Regions from separate parts of the Zea mays genome. Here all the other regions are linked to region 2. A link is a contact called in public Hi-C data. All regions are on one chromosome and are shown on one strand. Each heading gives the region's core, a stretch centred on a gene start, on an enhancer-like site or on the middle of the called end of the contact. The rest is flanking DNA. Distances are from core to core; before and after follow the strand shown. Region 1 holds the start of LOC100276129. Region 2 holds the start of LOC100273471 (RNA-binding (RRM/RBD/RNP motifs) family protein). Region 3 has its middle 65 kb from the start of LOC100279490. Region 4 holds the start of LOC103638467 (probable phospholipid-transporting ATPase 4). Region 5 has its middle 49 kb from the start of LOC109942545.

The links. Hi-C and Micro-C count contacts between places; a contact is called where the count stands out from the background.
Region 1: a contact with region 2 is called in a Hi-C map of tassel, with 6 times the contacts expected there. The contact joins the promoter of LOC100276129 here to the promoter of LOC100273471 in region 2. A contact is called at or near these places in 2 of 25 Hi-C or Micro-C datasets (ear and tassel).
Region 3: a contact with region 2 is called in a Hi-C map of tassel, with 2.9 times the contacts expected there. The contact joins the enhancer-like site here to the promoter of LOC100273471 in region 2. A contact is called at or near these places in 2 of 25 Hi-C or Micro-C datasets (ear and tassel).
Region 4: a contact with region 2 is called in a Hi-C map of endosperm, with 3 times the contacts expected there. The contact joins the promoter of LOC103638467 here to the promoter of LOC100273471 in region 2. A contact is called at or near these places in 6 of 25 Hi-C or Micro-C datasets (bundle sheath, ear, endosperm and 2 more).
Region 5: a contact with region 2 is called in a Hi-C map of leaf, with 2.2 times the contacts expected there. The contact joins the enhancer-like site here to the promoter of LOC100273471 in region 2. A contact is called at or near these places in 4 of 25 Hi-C or Micro-C datasets (ear, leaf and tassel).

The regions. Positions count from the first base shown.
Region 1 is chr9:72,649,669-72,653,110 of Zm-B73-REFERENCE-NAM-5.0, reverse strand. It overlaps LOC100276129, which reads left to right and starts at 2,039. Exons shown (of 4, transcript NM_001367839.1): 1 at 2,039-2,198; 2 at 2,284-2,384. The coding sequence starts at 2,196.
Region 2 is chr9:73,100,382-73,103,948 of Zm-B73-REFERENCE-NAM-5.0, reverse strand. It overlaps LOC100273471 (RNA-binding (RRM/RBD/RNP motifs) family protein), which reads left to right and starts at 2,092. Exons shown (of 5, transcript NM_001147908.1): 1 at 2,092-2,591. The coding sequence starts at 2,314.
Region 3 is chr9:73,546,980-73,550,324 of Zm-B73-REFERENCE-NAM-5.0, reverse strand. No RefSeq gene overlaps it. Among protein-coding and RNA genes, the nearest start is that of LOC100279490, 65 kb to the left of the region's middle. Within about 2 kb of position 1,349, at least 15 of the 20 cell types and tissues checked have an H3K27ac peak or open chromatin away from gene starts, as enhancers often do. A contact at or near this core is called in ear and tassel, where this site is marked.
Region 4 is chr9:73,418,759-73,422,018 of Zm-B73-REFERENCE-NAM-5.0, reverse strand. LOC103638467 (probable phospholipid-transporting ATPase 4) reads left to right here and starts at 1,695. Exons shown (of 11, transcript XM_008661370.3): 1 at 1,695-1,969; 2 at 2,346-3,260. The coding sequence starts at 2,456.
Region 5 is chr9:72,833,165-72,836,429 of Zm-B73-REFERENCE-NAM-5.0, reverse strand. No RefSeq gene overlaps it. Among protein-coding and RNA genes, the nearest start is that of LOC109942545, 49 kb to the right of the region's middle. Within about 2 kb of position 1,894, at least 19 of the 20 cell types and tissues checked have an H3K27ac peak or open chromatin away from gene starts, as enhancers often do. A contact at or near this core is called in ear, leaf and tassel, where this site is marked.

The DNA.
Region 1 (3,442 bases), core at 790-3,289, 450 kb after region 2:
TTGCCCACACCCATTGGGGGGGGGGACGCCCAGGAATTATCGGTATATTTTTCAAAACGGTCACATCTGTGCAGGGCACGCAGTGAATACCTCAAGACAAAAATGAGATATCAGTAAGGATCAGAGGAAAGCCAAATATAGCCAGCGAAGTACAAAATATGGCCGACAGAAGCGACGTGAAGACTAGACAGAGAACGTCCATCAAACGTCCAATCAGTCGCAGAAGCAAATAAATTGCACTACCTAGCAAGATATGGATGGATTGCAAACTCGGCTGCTAAAGACAAAATATATGCTGACCTCTGCAGCAAAATATTGATGACATAATGCTGACCTCCAAAGCATAATGCAAATAACTTCATGCCAATTTCTACAAACGAAAGGGATGAATTTCAGCAAAGAGGCACGAAAGGAAGACATTCGAATGAATTATCCTTAAAAAATCCATTTGAAGGTCGGGGGCTACACCCATTGGGTGCACCTCCGATGCACCCCATGGATTATCATTCCAAGCCGAGATAGTGCCGACTTCTAAGGCGAGGGACAAGATTAAAAGACCAACCCTCAACCAAGATGCAGGAGCACAAATGGAGATAATTTCTGGGGAAGACCTTTGAGTAGATTGTTTTCTAAAATCTACTCAAAGCTCGGGGGCTACACCCATTGGGTGCACCTCCGGTGCACCCAATAAAGTTCAGAATCCTACAAAATTGAAATGCCGACCTCCAAGGCACAAGCATGAAACCAAGCCTCGGTCAAATGAGTGATCGGAGCAAGAGAAGACAGCAGGAAGACGTTCTTCTTCAAAACACCCGCAAGTTGGACCTGGGATCTTTGGGCTGATTACTTCTAAATTAACCCAAAGATCGGGGGCTTGTGGGGGATAGATATCCCCCGGGTCCACTAAAGGAGTAAAAGACCTCACGAAAGGCCTAAGGGCCCAATAAATCATGAGGTCATTCCTTCGTGGGCCTGGGAAGAAACAACCAACAAGGCAGAGCGACGTGATACCGGATTGGTGCAAGCCCGGATGGCCCACAACGTTGAGCGAGTAAATCGCAACAGAGACCCGACTTTCCCGCGCTGAAGCCCCATGCAACGGAGCCATGCGAGGATAAGTCGGCGAGGGTTACATAGGGATAAACTCAAGAGGTTCACTACCTTTTAGCTACTTGTTGTTATCATATCCCCATGTACTGCCCCACGGTCGAGTATATAAGGCCTAGGGGGCACCCCTTTAGAACGATCGACCCTATCTTACTTAGCCACCCACATCAACTCTCTGTGTCTTCAATCCAGAGAGCCCTCTTGTAACCACGCTCACATACTCACCAGGACGTAGGGTATTACACATCTCTAAGCGGCTCGAACCTGTAAATCTTGTCCACTGTCCCTCGTGCGATCGGCACGAACCATTTTGCTACAGTCGTCGACAGCGTCCTACTCCTAGAAACATCTTGAGGGGCAACCCCGGGTGTGCGGTCGGACCCAAAACACCGACAGCTAATTTTAGCAACTAACTATTAGTTCTAGTACATTCAAACACCCTCTAAGTCCTAGCACTAGCTATCTGTATAGATCATTTTTTGTCGGTCAATGGGTCTTTGATACTCCAGTTGCTCAAGAGGCCTGTCTGTGAGGCTCGTTGGCCCGTTGGGCTATCCCATAAAAGGAACAAACCGTTGTTTTTGTTTCCTGTCCGTAGGGTCTGTTTGGTTCAGCTTTTTTCTGACCAACTTTTCTGAGAATCTGGCTGTGGGAAGAATCTAGCTGTGTAGAGAATCTGAGTATCATTAGGATTACGTGCGGAAGAAGATAAATGTGTCCATAGGACTCAGGATCTAGAAAGTGACAGATTCCTATTATTGCAACGATTCAACCGATTATATGTTTATGTTGATGTTGAATGATTTTTACCTAAACGAATTTTATAGAAGCTGACTGAAAAGCTGAGCGTTTGGCAGTCCGCAACAGCTTTTGGTGGTCAGAAGCCCAAAAAAAAGCTAAAACAAACAGGGACGTAACCATGCGGCAGCCCATTATTCGGATCCGAAGCCCACTAAAACTTGCGATCGTCCCGGACGGATCCATTTGGCTCTGGTCGTCACAAAGTTGTTTGTGCATCGCGGCGGCGACAAGGGGGCGACGAGGCAGGCGGAGCGGGCGGCGACTACAGCGGCAGCAGATCTCACGGAATGGTGAACTCTCCACTGCCTTCTCTTGCGTAGATCCAGGGTTCTGCTTGGGAGCCCGCTGTGCTGACCCAGGGGATTCGTGTCGCAGGCGGCGAAGGCAATCTCGAGCCCCGTGCCGGTGGAGTGGTACCCGACGCTGGCCGTCGTCATGGTATCCGTAGGCCTCATGTTCACCGCCTCCTTCTTCATGTGAGTCCTGTTCGTCCGTCATCTGTTACTGTACCTTGCGGATTTGGCAGACGAGTCATTCACTTGCCTGGTGCCCTGATCTGATGTGTTTACCCGCACATGCCTCGTGTCTGCTGAGTTTATTGGTAGGGTGTATTGACCTGCCCGCTCGTTCCGATTGGAGATCTCATCTGTTGCCCTCATCTGATGTATTTAGCTGTCGAGTTTTAGCATCTATTTTCTATGCTGCTAGGGGAAAACTCCATTCATGGTGGGACAGTCATGGATTATTATTAGTCGCCGTGGGTGTTTCTGTAATGTTGGATGGCACACAGGGGTTGGTGCTTACTGTTTTCATGAATTGGAGTGTGGGTTTAGGTTTGATGAGAACATTCTTGCCTGTGGCATTTTGGGGTGATTTTGAAGTTGCAACAGCAACCAGTGGAACCTGATGGGCATTTTGGAGTATAGTAGCATTTAACTCTGGTGCTTGTTTCAGAGGGATTTCCTTTTTGACCTGTTGAATCTTTTTATACTGGGTTGGTAAGTTGTTTGCTGAAATAGAACATGCACCATATAACTTTGTTAGTAGAATTAACTATTTATTGGAGAAAAACACACATACCTTGTCTGACTATGCATACACAAACTGCTGCCTGGTACCTTGATTAACCGAGTCTGTGGTGCTGACCCTGACCAACTCTTGAAGAAACTTTTTGTGAATGCAACTGACTATTTGTTTCTTCCTTTATGTGTGTGAATTCATTGCCTAACAGAACTATCATTCCTAGTCTAACAGTTGTACTAAGAAATCTATAAAGATAATATCCAGCACTTTCAGTACAAGAAGGCTCTCCTCATGTAATATTGTTTTTTTAAAGTCCTAATTTAATCTTATGGTTACTTTCAGTTACATGAGGATCTCCCTGTATATTATTGTGCTTGTCTAAATTCCCAAATTTAATCTTATGTTTGTTTTCTTTGGTCAAATATCACATGCTGGCGTACCCATCATGTGTTGTGCATTTCTGCTTTGATTTTGATCTTGATTTACATTTCAATTTCAACGCAATGTATTT
Region 2 (3,567 bases), core at 843-3,342:
CGGAGGCATGGTCGCGGAGTCTCGGAGTTGTAGTGTGCTCAAATTATGCTTGGTGTCTTGCTCCATGCGCTTAGGGGGTCCCTTTTATAGCCCCAAAGTGGCCTAGGAGCCGTTGAAGTCCTATCTGAAAGGCCCTAGTTGCCTTCTGTCCGCGGGTGCATTGAATTGTCTGGTGGCGTACCAGACAACTACTGTGCAACGACCACCAGATCGTCTGATTGGCCGCCTTCCTTTTCGGGTGGGCACCGGACAATCTAGTGGCACACCAAACATGTCCAGTGACCCTCCCGACCGTTGTCCTGCTCACGTGGCCAGCGATGGTCTCGCGACCGACCATTGGCGCAAGTAGAGAGCAATTGCTCGCCTACACACATGACATGTCCGGTGCACAACACACTATTTGATGATTTTAGCCAGCGTGTCCCGGTGTTTTCACGAGAGCAGCTAGTTGGCCAGCTAACCAGGTCAGGCACCAGACTATCTGGTGAGGCCTAGTCTGGCCCAACTTGTCCACCTTCAAGCCAAACTTCTTAACTCCTTTTTAGCTTGATTTGAGAAGTTCCCTAACACTTAGATAAAGATTGTTAGCAACTAAAACAAATGACTAAGTGCTATAATCATACCTTTTTTATTCCTTTTCATAAGTATTTGCAATATGCCTAAACTCAAGCCCCAAAAGTGTTTTTCTTATTTTCCACAACATTTTGGATTTGATTGCTTCAATTTGCTTTCTAAACACATGTGCTCATGCTCATATGAAGAGTGTTAGTTCATAGTGGTATGTTGAGTAGAAATCACCAAAACACTTAGAAATAGCTCAAGGGCACATTTCCCTTTCATAAAGTTTGATCTTGGTGATCACTTGAGTGAGAAAAGTGTTGAAAGTGACCCGGTCCTTCGGGAATCCTTAACAGAGACGTATGTTTCGTTGTGAAATTGAACCTCGATAAACAAATTACCATGTACATTGTGTTCTTTCTCTCATCCTCATCTCTCATTTCAAATTTCACTCTTTAAACAGTGCAATCTATAGTGAAAAACAATGTTTTACATGGCTATATGCATGATCTGCTGATCATAGCCTTAGAGAAGTTTTTTTAAAGAAGTGAGCCTAAATATAGAATGTCTATCAAGAATCTATAAACCCTACAAACATGCCTTTATTATGCTTGTTAGATGAGTACTCCACAATCGCTAAATAAGTGTACATATCACTTCTCGATAAAACAACTAATAAAAAATAGTGTTCCAACGGTTCTAAATTATAATAGGTTTAACATTTTAGATATGTTACTCTTATTATGTATCCAAATATAATGCATATCTAAATGCATAATAAAATCTATGTATGTAGAAAAACCAAAACATCTTATAATTTGAAATAGAGAGGTATCAATATCTTGGTGACAAAAATAAGTTTATGAAAAATATATACAAATACTTGTTATTACTTGTTATGTATAGTAATTATTAGTACCTTTTGTTATATATTTGATCAATATAAATCTTTTGACTTCTATGAGAACAAGATATGTAGCTATTGGTCATATTTAGAATTTCTAAGAAAGGAAATTTCAATTAAAATATTTTTAGCTAATAATTTATAAGCACATTTTAAAAAATAAACATCATCTTGTAGAATTTTATTTTAATTAGAAATTTTAAGGTTGGTTTTAAGAAAGAAACAATTTCTACGATTCCACCGTCGTTATGCGTCACCATTCCTCATCCTTCCCCTTCTCGCTTTATGTAATAATAAGTTATGATTATGCATAAGTGGTGAAATTTTAAAGGTAGTTTTATAAAGTCTCTACCATATAAAAAAGTTAAAAATCAAACCTGTATATATACTACGGTACAAAATTACATCTAAACTTACGCCCTTTAGCCGCGAACACGCGGGTAAAATGTGTCCGTTGTGATCTGGCAGGCAATTCCTCCAAGCAAACCAGCCCGCAGCATCTCGCTCAATCGCACGAATCGCCTCGCGCATCCAACGGGGCCAGCGAACCCAACGTGTCGTATGAACCCAGCCGAGCCACACCAAAGCCACATTCTTTGAGCTTCTACCGGCTCCAATTCCACCCCTCGCCGCCATCTCCGTCTCTCTCTCTCCCGCAACCAAGCAGTTCAACTCACACCCGAAGCGGCGCCGCTAGGGTTTGCTCCGACAGCCGCGAAACCTAGTCCTTACTGCGCCCTCCCACAGAGGCCGTCATTCACTAATCTACCTGCTACGCTTCGCTTCCCGCTCCGATTGGGAGCTAGGGTTTAGCTTATCTCCGAGCTCAGCTTCGGGTCGCGGCACGCGGCATGGCGGGGTACGGGGAAGAGAACCAGAACGCCATGAACGGGTACGAGGAGGAAGAGGAGGAAGAAGAAGTTGAAGAAGTCGAGGAGGTGTACGAAGAGGAGGAGGAGGGGGACGGGGAGGGGGAAGGAGACGAGGGGGCAGCCGCCGAGGCAGCAGCGATGGCGGCCGAGACGAGAAGTGTCGATGGAGGCCGGGGCCTAGCGGAGGCCGTTGGGAATGTTGATGCCGGAGGCGAGGATGAGAGGGATGCAGATTCTAGCGGCGGTGACGCTTCGGGGTGAGTTGCTTGCTATGTAGTTTTTTTTCTTCATATAGTCCGGTCTGTTGGATTGGATTAGGCGTGGCTGATAGCTCTGGTTTGGTGCATCCTCATATGTGCTTTTGCAGGAAGGTTTTCGTAGGGGGTGTAGCCTGGGAGACAACTGAAGGTAGCGAGCAATTCTTTTGAATCTAACTATGAATCTATTTTGGTTTATATCACGTGAAGTGTTGTAGCAAAACACAATATATTCTGGGAAAACAACACAGTACAAATGAGAATTAGTTCTTAGCTGTGTTCTGTTAGCATAAAAGAAAAATACGTTGCAACATGTTGCGCTGCAAAAGATATAGCTGTTTCTGTTTTTGTGAGTTACTGATCAATTTCTGCATTGAGTTGGATCTTGGATGAGTCACTGATGCACTTCGATTTTCCTTAGCTAGTCTAATTTATGTGGTAAAAGCTTAGAGTTGGGAGCTACTGCTGCCTCCATTATATTGATGATGGAACCAATCTTATATTTTGTATATCTCTCTCCATCATATTGATGGAAGCAACCCTATACTTTGTTTTCTTGTTGGTGTATTCTGAATTATTATTATAAAACATTGCTGTTTGGTGATTTGTGCCAGCCTACTTAATGGATTTCAGAAACATGGCAATTCTGAACATTTAGTTCTTTTTTTCATGACTGTTGCTACATAATCTGTCTAATTACTAATCTGGTTATGAGATGCTGTTCCATGTTTGTCTGCTCCGTTATTTTTTGTGCTGATCAGCTACTTATTGTGTTGCGATGATGATCATATCAATACATCCAGACATGCTATAAATTATTAATCAGTATGCTTTATTTTATGCAATTATTCTGGAACTGTATATAATTTGACCAATACAGATTGGACTTCAGTTGGCGCATTGGTAGGAGATGTTCTGCTTTGATCTGTTTGATAACTTAGAACTGATAATTGTGACTCATTGTGCATAGATGTGT
Region 3 (3,345 bases), core at 100-2,599, 450 kb before region 2:
GATAATGTAGATAGATTGGCTCGATTGGATTGTGTGTGTTATCAATCAGTCGTACCCCTTCATATATATAGGGTGGAGGTCTAGACCCAATCCTAGGCGAGATCCAATAGTTTCTCTTGATTTTGTTAGATTAACCATGCATGATATAACTCCAGCCTAAATTAATCTAATCACTCTAATCATGGACCGTCCGAGCCAAATGACCGAATCGTCCAACCATCTAGGTAGGGATGGCAACAGGTTTGAAACCCGCGGGTAGAACATTTACAAACCCGTACTCGTTACCAGCGACGGTACAATATGCTACCCATAACCGCTACTCGCGGGTATACATGTGAGCACCCCACCCAACATACATACATACATACATACATATATACATACATACACACACAAATAAGTATACATATACAAATATGTATATATATATATATATATATATATATATATATATACAATATGTGCACACATATTATATATATACACACACATCTATAGAAATGTGTATGCACACACAAACGTATATATCCATTGCAGGTACACGTGTTTGCGGGCACGGGTACAACACTTTCACACTCATGAGAAAAAAAATCGTTGGATTGAGAATCAAACCCACATACGTAAGTGCGTGTACAAACTCACACCCAAAATCGCAACCTATAGGGTTTTTACCCGCGGGCACGCGTGTAAAATATACCCATTGCCATCACTACGTACAGGTAGCAAATTTAGTGTTTAACATTTATCTCATCTTTTAGTTTAATCTCTGCTTTATAAATTATATATTCTACTATATAAACAGTGTTTTACACCAACACAGATGAGTAGATAGCCCTTACGCCGGAGTACGTATGGAGGTTGCACACAACTTCACCGACAAGCAAGAAAGGAGCCATCCTGGCGCATCCACCATGATGTATACAGTAGCATGGACGCAAGAATGGCATTGCACTTGGATGCATTCGGAAGGAGAGGGTATGTCAAAAGGCAGCACAAAAGTGTTGTCTTGTAAAGTAAGTGTAGCCGGTTTTGGTCAAAACGAAGGGAGAACTGCAACATAACATAAGTACCGTACCAGATAGGGCCTCTCTGTTTTTGTGTTCAGAGAGTATGAAGCACCACCACACCACCGTGGCCTCAACGAACCAGTCCAAAAACCATTGGACACGGATGCCGCTGTTGGACCGGACCTGAAGTATGAAGCAGCAGTCCAAAAAGAATCATTATCATCACTAATGGAAGCAGCCATCATTTGGCATTTGGCACCCAGAACCAGAACACGGAGTGGAGGGTTTAGTGAGCGTAACTATCCTGCGCCGGCCGGCTGCCACAAGCAGCAGTGCAGCATGCCAACTACCCCTGTCGCGCTAGCCGAGCAAAAGGTGATGGTGACGTAGCAGGGTCACGTGTGTGTCAGGCTGTCAGCGCGTGTGCGATCGGCCCCGGAGAAGGAAGGGGAAAAAAGCTCGGCACGGCAGTTCACTACGATCGCTCTTCTTGCTTGAGCTGCCTTCTCGTCACTTGAGTATTGCTTGTTCTAAAAAAAACTTTAATCATTCGTCTTATTTAAAAAAATAATAAATTATCATTTATTTTTTTATGATTTATTTTATCACTTAAGATAGTTTATGTTTAACTTAAAATTTTATATTTTTTAATAAATATTTTGAATAAGACGAGTGGTTAAAGTTTTAAAAAAAGTTAACGGTGTCATATATTTGTGAACGAAGGTAGTACTAGGTTTTAGGTTTGTTTAGTTAGTGTTTGGTTCCAGAGCTAGTTGGTATGGAGGGGCTCCAATTCGAAGAGTGGCTCCGTTCATAAGATTTTATGGAACTGGATGATTCGACATTTGAGCATAATTTTTGTTTTTTAGAGTTACTTTGTCCTACATGAATTCAATTCAAGCAACAACAAATTAAGAGCGGACCGGTTCCGTCCCACTATACTTCGGAACCAAACAATACCATAGTCATCTAATGTGATGCATCCCTGTTTCTATTTCTATGGGTAGCACCACATCCCTCCGTTTAAAAGTGCATCAATTCATTTGAATTCTCTATGTTAAAAATTACATTAATTCATTTAAATTTGTCGAGGAAATCTCGATAGTGTTTATGGAATTAGAGATAGGCATTCACACAGATCTAGTTTCGAAGGCAAGGGCAGAAAGATACAAGATTTATATCGGATCAGACTCAAAATGAAATAATACCCTACGTCCAGTTACGGGTGGCTATGTTTCTGTGTCCCCCGTCCCTTTATAGCCAAAGGAAGAAGATTGTTACGTGGATATAGTATTCTATAATCTTTCACTTGCACCAGAGTTAATCATCTATGTAACTGTTACAACTCCTTAAGTGTGTGACTCGTTAGGTTCATGTGTAGAAGGCTATGATCAAAAACCATTTTTGAGCCATTAGTCATAGGTGATGCCTAGCAACACATATTGAATCTTGTGTACATATAAAATACCATATCAGTTGAACCTTGACATACACATGTCTTAATCGTTTTGCCACATGATATTCGTCAAAATTAAGACGAGATTTATGCCACCCTTGTAATAGCTCAACACTTCACTTGATCTTGTAGTGGATTACAACTTGTCACCAACTCCTTAGTCACGTCAATGAATGTCTTTAATCGCACTGGCATGGTCATGCACTTTCTTAATATGACCATATTGAGGGATTTAGAGATATCCCTCCCGTTATGTAGCAGGAACAAATTCTATCTTGATCCGCTTACATCACATCCTATGTTTCATGGTACACTTGAAAATTGATTTTAAACTACCTAGTTATGGAGTAGCACTTGATAGCCCCAATATGTATCACTACACATAGTGAGATATCTAGTCTAAGGACACAATAGGTATACCACTTGAGAATGCTTAATGGCACATTTTTAACATAACAATTCCAGCATAATCTCGGAGTAGGTCAATCTAACACCATGAACTTTATCATATGTCTACATTATTGATTTGATATCTCTATAGCAATGTTTTGTGAAACATGATCATCAATCAATACATGTGTTGGTCTATAAAATCGTTGTTGTCTCACAGAATGACATAAGACTAGGGATATTTTGAATAACAATATAAGATATAGGATTTCTTGAACAAGTCATATGCTCACTAATCAATATAATAATGATAATTCAAGGGACTGAATAACACTTCATTCAACACTCATAAATATGGGATGTTTACACAATTATCTTCCATTTACACTAAAGTCAAACATGTAGGTACTTAATATTGATAGCACACATGTGTCCCACATGTTTTGGTTATGGGAGAGGTTTTACCAATGGATCAACAACATTTATATATGT
Region 4 (3,260 bases), core at 446-2,945, 320 kb before region 2:
TTTTTTTCTTCAAATAGACCCCCTCTCTCCCCCAAATTTTTTTGTGATGTTTGGAACTTTGGATTGTATGATTATCGCTGTGGTGACCATTTGTAGTAGAGTTTCACCCAACGAATAAGCAAAATCATTTCATTTGGATCTTTCAGGATGATCAAGCTGCTGAGATCCAGGCTCAAGGATTATCTAAGGATTTTGTGCAGTGGGTTAATCAAGGAGAGGCATTTTGGTACTGATATTCCAAGATGGGTGTACCATGTAAATTCAAGGCACATGATGGTTGCACTTGCAAAAGGGGGGAAAATAAGGGAGAAGTCTACATGATGGCAGTCCAGACCTCATTTCAAAGCATATTAACTCTTAAAGACCATTGCAAGGAGGGACCATCAATGTGCATGAGATTGTTTGTCAACCATCAACAATTCAGCATTCTCTTTGCGGTATACGAATATGATGATGGGCTGAGTCACACGCACTGTTAGAAGACTTGTGTAGGGAAGTGTACCATTCTGTTCATTTATTGAAGCTTGCTCACCAGGCTGGTAGATAGTGCATTGTTATTATTTTTCTTAAAAGGAATGAAAGAATTTAGGTAGTTTATTCTTTTTAAGATGTACCATTGTCCAGGCATCATCCCCATCTCTCTATCGTGTAAATATATATGTCCCAAGTGTTCCACTTTTTCCTTTTCCTTCCATGAGAGTTGAGGTGGGCATGAAAGCATCATTTTTCCCTCAGTCTCTTTGTATAGGTCTTTTGAAATCATGTACATTTATATTTTGTGGCAAGCAGAGAGATTGTTGTGTAATTTCCATTGTACCAAACGTCCAAACCCCTCTTACCAATAGAAGTTCCTTGGACTGTTTATCACATTGCAGATTGATTTAATACTTGTTTTAAACTATCTGATTCTGTGCAAAATCTTCGTGTGATTTCTTAGGGTCCCTTTGTCAGGGCTTCCCGGAACTGGTTTCTGTTCTGGCTTCATATTTTACTAGGTGAATGGCCGTGCGTCACAGGTCCGAGTTTCTCTTCGGTGTCATCCCGGACATCTCACATATGTCATTCTCTATCTCATAATTATATAACACATATATGCATATATAAGGTATCAAGATATTATATGTCTCCGTTGCAACGCACGGGCACTGACCTAGTTTTTTTAATAAGACGAGTGATTAATTATATTTTAAAAAGTTAACGGAGAGAATATTAATTATTAACCGGTCACAACACACGAGCAGTCTCTGCCGGCGGTTGCCAATTGCCATGTCCGCAGCTACGCCGCCTCCGTTTCCGCATACGGCTCGACCACACCACCGCCGGTGTTGCACGGAGCCAACCGTTTTCCTTTTTTTTCTTTTCTCGACTTAAAAAGGGGAGAATAGTAACAAGCTTTGCCAACCCACGACTCGGTGGTTGTTGGGCACGATCGCACGAGCACGTACGCGACGCGCAAAGCGACGAGCGCCTATATATACATCTTGCAGCTCAAATATCCAAGTTAACTTTATTTACGTATGGTCATGCTACGAAAAACAAATTATATACACTTTACTTAGCTAAAAATACAAGTAATAAGCTAAACGAAAGTCGAAAGGGGGAATGAAAAATATTTTGCCGAATTGATGTACAGCGTGGGGAACCTCGACGAGCGATCACGGTTGATATAGATATAAATGGCGGATTAATATTATCGGACTTAATTAATCGATTAATTCCTCTCTCTCTCTCCTCGTCTCACCACCTCCACCTCGCGGCCTCGCTAGTCGCTCCCCACCTCGTTCCTTCCCCCTCCCCACCCTTCTCGCTCCGCCCCACCCCACCCCACCCCCGTACCAGGTACCACCACCCACCCAAGCGTCGCCGGCCGCCGCGGGCGAATCCCCGCGCTGGAATCGACACCCCGCCTGTTCGCTGGACTCGCTGCCTCGGCCCTTCTCTTCGCACCTCTCTCAGCCTCGCCACCCGGGTTGGTGCACCCCGCCTTCCCTCGTCTCAATCTCCCCAGCTGGATGCTGGCGCCTCGGTTCCTGGTCCTGCGAGTTTTCCTCGCCCCCGTCGTTTTTTTGTGCTCCTCGTTTGCACCCGTTGCGGAGGTTTTTTGGGCAGCTCATTCGGTTTGCGCTGTTTTCTCTTTCCACGGGTGAATTAGGAGGTAATGTGTCTGCAATACACGCGGTTATAATTTGTGCGTTGTTTTAGCGGATTCCAGGTTTCCATGGCGTGAGATTTCCATGTCTGCAACTTCCTCTTGTTTGATTTCTTGGTCTTTCATTTCTTTGTTTCTTTTTGTTTCTGTTTTTTTATTCGCTGACGAGATCACGAACTGAGTCCCGAAGTTGCAGGTCCAATTCGCCCCGCGGTATAGGAATCCCATCCTAGATTCCATCGAGGGGCTGCAATGCCGGCACCTGCCTAGCTGGAAATCGGGCGCTAACGGACACCGGGCGCCGAGATGGGCCGTTCCGGCCGCCGCAGGCGGGACCGCATGCGGTGGAGCAATCTCTACACCTTCTCCTGCTTTCGCGCCCAGCACGAGCACGCCGGCGATGCGGGCCCCTCCTCCGACGGGGCTGGCGCCGTCGGCGGGCCGGGCTTCTCGCGCGTCGTGTACTGCAACAACGCCGCCCTGCAGAAGCCGCTCAAGTACATCACCAACTACATCACCACCACCAAGTACAACGTCGTCACCTTCTTCCCCAAGGCCATCTTCGAGCAGTTCCGACGCGTTGCCAACCTCTACTTCCTCCTCACCGCCATCCTCTCTCTCACCCCGGTGTGCCCCTTCTCTGCCGTCAGCATGATTGCTCCGCTGGCATTTGTCGTTGGCCTCAGCATGATGAAGGAGGGGTTGGAGGACTGGCGCCGCTTCATGCAGGACATGAAGGTGAACAACCGCAATGTCAGCGTGCACAAGAGTGATGGCGAATTCGACTACCGGCACTGGGAGGACCTTTGCGTAGGCGATGTGGTCAGGGTTGAGAAGGACCAGTTCTTCCCTGCTGATTTACTGCTACTGTCCTCAAGCTATGAGGATGGCATTTGCTATGTCGAGACAATGAACCTCGATGGCGAGACAAACCTTAAGGTGAAGAGGTCACTTGAGGTTACGCTGCCGTTGGAAGAAGACGAGTCCTTTAAAGATTTCCAGGCAGTGATACGCTGTGAGGATCCCAACCCGAGCTTGTACACATTCACTGGTAACTTTGAGTATGAGAGGCAGGTTTACGCCCTTGATCCGTCTCAGATACTTCTGCGGG
Region 5 (3,265 bases), core at 645-3,144, 270 kb after region 2:
GCGACCGGCGGCGACGAGGAGGAAGTCGCCGCTGCTGGCGCGGGATGGGAGCCGCACCGGCGGCTGGCCCGCGTGCCGTCCATGGCGTTCGAGCGTCTCAAGTCGTTCAACGGCCGCTTCGCCACGGCCGAGCCCGTGCCCGCCGAGACAGGAGTGGTGGATCTGGGGTACAACAAGCAGCCCCACACGGCGGAGATGGAGAAAGAGGGCCCTGTCGTCGTCGAGGGCGCTGTAGATCCTGAGCCCGAGCCCGAGCCCCAACACGCGGCGCACATGGAGCGGAGCAGGTCGGAGGCGGATGCAGAGGCGAAGCTGCCGTTGCTCCCGTCGCGTCTGCACAAGTCCGCCAGCGACAAGTCGGCGTTCGCGCACTTCGGCGCCGAGGAGGTGGAGGAGACCGTGCGCGCGGTGGAGGCGCGGCGCCCCGCGACGACGAGGGAGAACCGCGGTCGGCGGCTCCCCGTGGCGGAGCCGGAGCCGGCATCTGAGTCGTCGGAGTCCGAGTCCGAGTCAGAGGAGGAGGAGGCCAGCGGCGGCGAGGTGGACGCGCGCGCGGACGACTTCATCAACCAGTTCCGTCACCAGCTGAAGCTGCAGCGCATCGACTCCTTCATACGCCACAGGGAGACGGTCCGCCGCGGCCAGGCGGCGGCCCAGGGCGTGTAGGTGTGCCCCAGCGGAGGGAGCGAGATGCTGCAAGAGTCGGTGACACCGTGAGGAGAGGTTGAAATGGACGAAGAGAAGCTGCAGTGAAGGGAGATCGGGTGGGGGAGGAGGAGATGGTAATTCCTGCCTGCCTCCTTCGCCGTCTGCTTTGGTTTTTCCCGTTTGCTGGTTCCTGGTGCGAGCATGTCGTAGCTCCACACTATGCGTTTTTTTTTGGGGGGGGATAGGAGAACCTTGCCTTGCGCAATGTGGTATGCCACATTGCATCGCATCATATATATTCATAATATATGCGAATCGATAGTAGAAGGAAACCCGTAGCTGTAAATCTATGGCTCTCTTCTCTTTGCTAGCATTGCTGCTTCACGGTTCTTTACGGCTTTGTTTAGATTGCTGGTGCACATGGTCACAGGCAGCGGTTCTCCTCTCTTTAGCGTCTCCTCTGTCGCGGGAACAGAGGAATGCCGCAGCGAACAATCACGAGCAATGCGTGCGTAGCTGGAACAATCACGCAATGCTGATCAGCCCTGCCCCCTCTCTCTGGCTCTTTCTCCGTGAACGGCACTGTTCGATTGCGTTGGAGCGCCACTGGCGATTTTAAGATAAGGCACGGGCGATTGCTGCCTAGTCAGCAGTCACTCATGAGCACAAGCTGATCCCTTGGAGATTCCTCTAGAAACCTGTGTGAGGCGCATAGAGTACGTACGGCCAAGCATCGAGATGGTGGAATCGGCGGTCGCTCGCGGGGGCAGTTTATTACTTACTGCTGGAGCTGTCCCCTGCTGCCCTGGACCCCGTCGTGTTCGGTCGCTTTCCGCCTCTCCCCCGCCATCGCCCTGCTTTCTTTTAATCGCCGTCGCCGCGGCGCGCTCTCACATGGCACCACGGGCCGCATTGCGCGCTGCTGAGTGGTGGTGACACGGCACCTGCTCCGCCCGTTCCGTCTACGGCCGTATAAAAATCTGCCATCTTTGCCAGCACCTCATGCTCGAGCTCCACGTTCGATGCTGCTCGCAGTATAGTACTAATGCGTTTGCCATCGGTTGGCGCTGTTCATCTTCCCGGGCCAGCTCTCTCTCTCTCTCTCTCCTTACAAAATTGCAAGCATTGGCTCGTTTCCCGGCAACTTCCAGAGGTGAACGTTCAATCTCCACCCCATCATCCTGTGCAAGTGAGAAGAAGCGCAGGGCACAGATAGGCTACTACTACCAGTCCCTGCATCCTCCCTCCTCCCGGAACGACAGCTGTTTTGTTGCCTCGCGGGCGGACGGTGGATGGTCCTACTCTCGCGTCTGTGTCGCCGTGCGTGCGTTTGTTAGACGTGGACGCTGATCTTTGTGTTTGCCCACTAGTGTGCGGTGCACATGCGACCTTGCAGCATCGGATTCTGTCGCCGGAAACGAAATGGAACAGGACGAGGATATTTGTTTTTTCCTTTTCTTTTTGACTAGGACACGCTGCTTTCTGATGGATTTCTGATAAGGTGATGCCTTTTCGTGACGACCTTTTTATTTTGACCGAATAAATATCACCGTAACTCCCTTGGTAACCAGCAATATAATGCCGGATTCTCCATGGGTAAGCCCATGTTTGTTTACCTCAAGGTTATATGATCCATAATCTATAAATAGATGCTTATGTTATATAATCATGAAGTCTACGTGGAAGAGATCAAAGTAAAAAAAAACAAGCCCATCGACGATGCACAGCACATAATCGTTGTTCCAGAACACAGCCTGGCACTAGTACATAGAAGCTCTGTAGATGCAGTTATTGTTCACCCATTTTATACTGACGTTTTACAGAACTGGCTATGATAGACGCTAGTAGAAAAAATTATTTGTAAAGACGGTAATTGAGAATTGCCATGGCGGTTGAAATAAGAAAACCGACAGTGGAAATAGATTTTCACTGTAGGTCAAAGTAATAAAACCGTCAGTGGTAAAATATTTTCCAAAAAACATAAAATATGTTTTTAAAATAGCAAAAAAAAATTACAGGAGGCCTCACCCAGGTCTCACTCGCCCGTTTCCGTCGAAGTATATATCCGAGTATAAATTGATTATTTGAGGTTGTAAATAAATTTAAATAAAAAAGTTGTCAACTATAAGTTTCATAACTTTTAAAGTTTATAACTTTTATTTTGATATTTTTCTCATATGAGTTCGTTTGCAAAATTTGTATTTTAAATTTGACAAATTTAGATACAATTTTTTAGAGTTAAAATGATTTCAAATAAAAAAAGTGTCCAATAGAAAGTTTCATAACTTTTAGAGATCTACAAATTTTATGTTGGTTCTTCATACGAGGTCATTTGAAAAACTCAAAAAATCAGGATATAGATGATTTCTAATGACCGTTTCTTAAGAAAAATTGATTTGTAGTTGCGGTTCCTTAATAAAACCGTCTATAGAAATTATAGATTTATAGTACCGGTTTTCTTAAGAAATCACATGCAGAAATATGATTTCTATAATCAGTTTTTTTAATAAAACAGGCACTAAAAATAACACTGATGATTGATTACTAAAACCGTATGTAAAAATCAAAGTCTATCATAGATTTTGAGCTCTTTTCTATGGTGCGCTTTTTCGGCCGA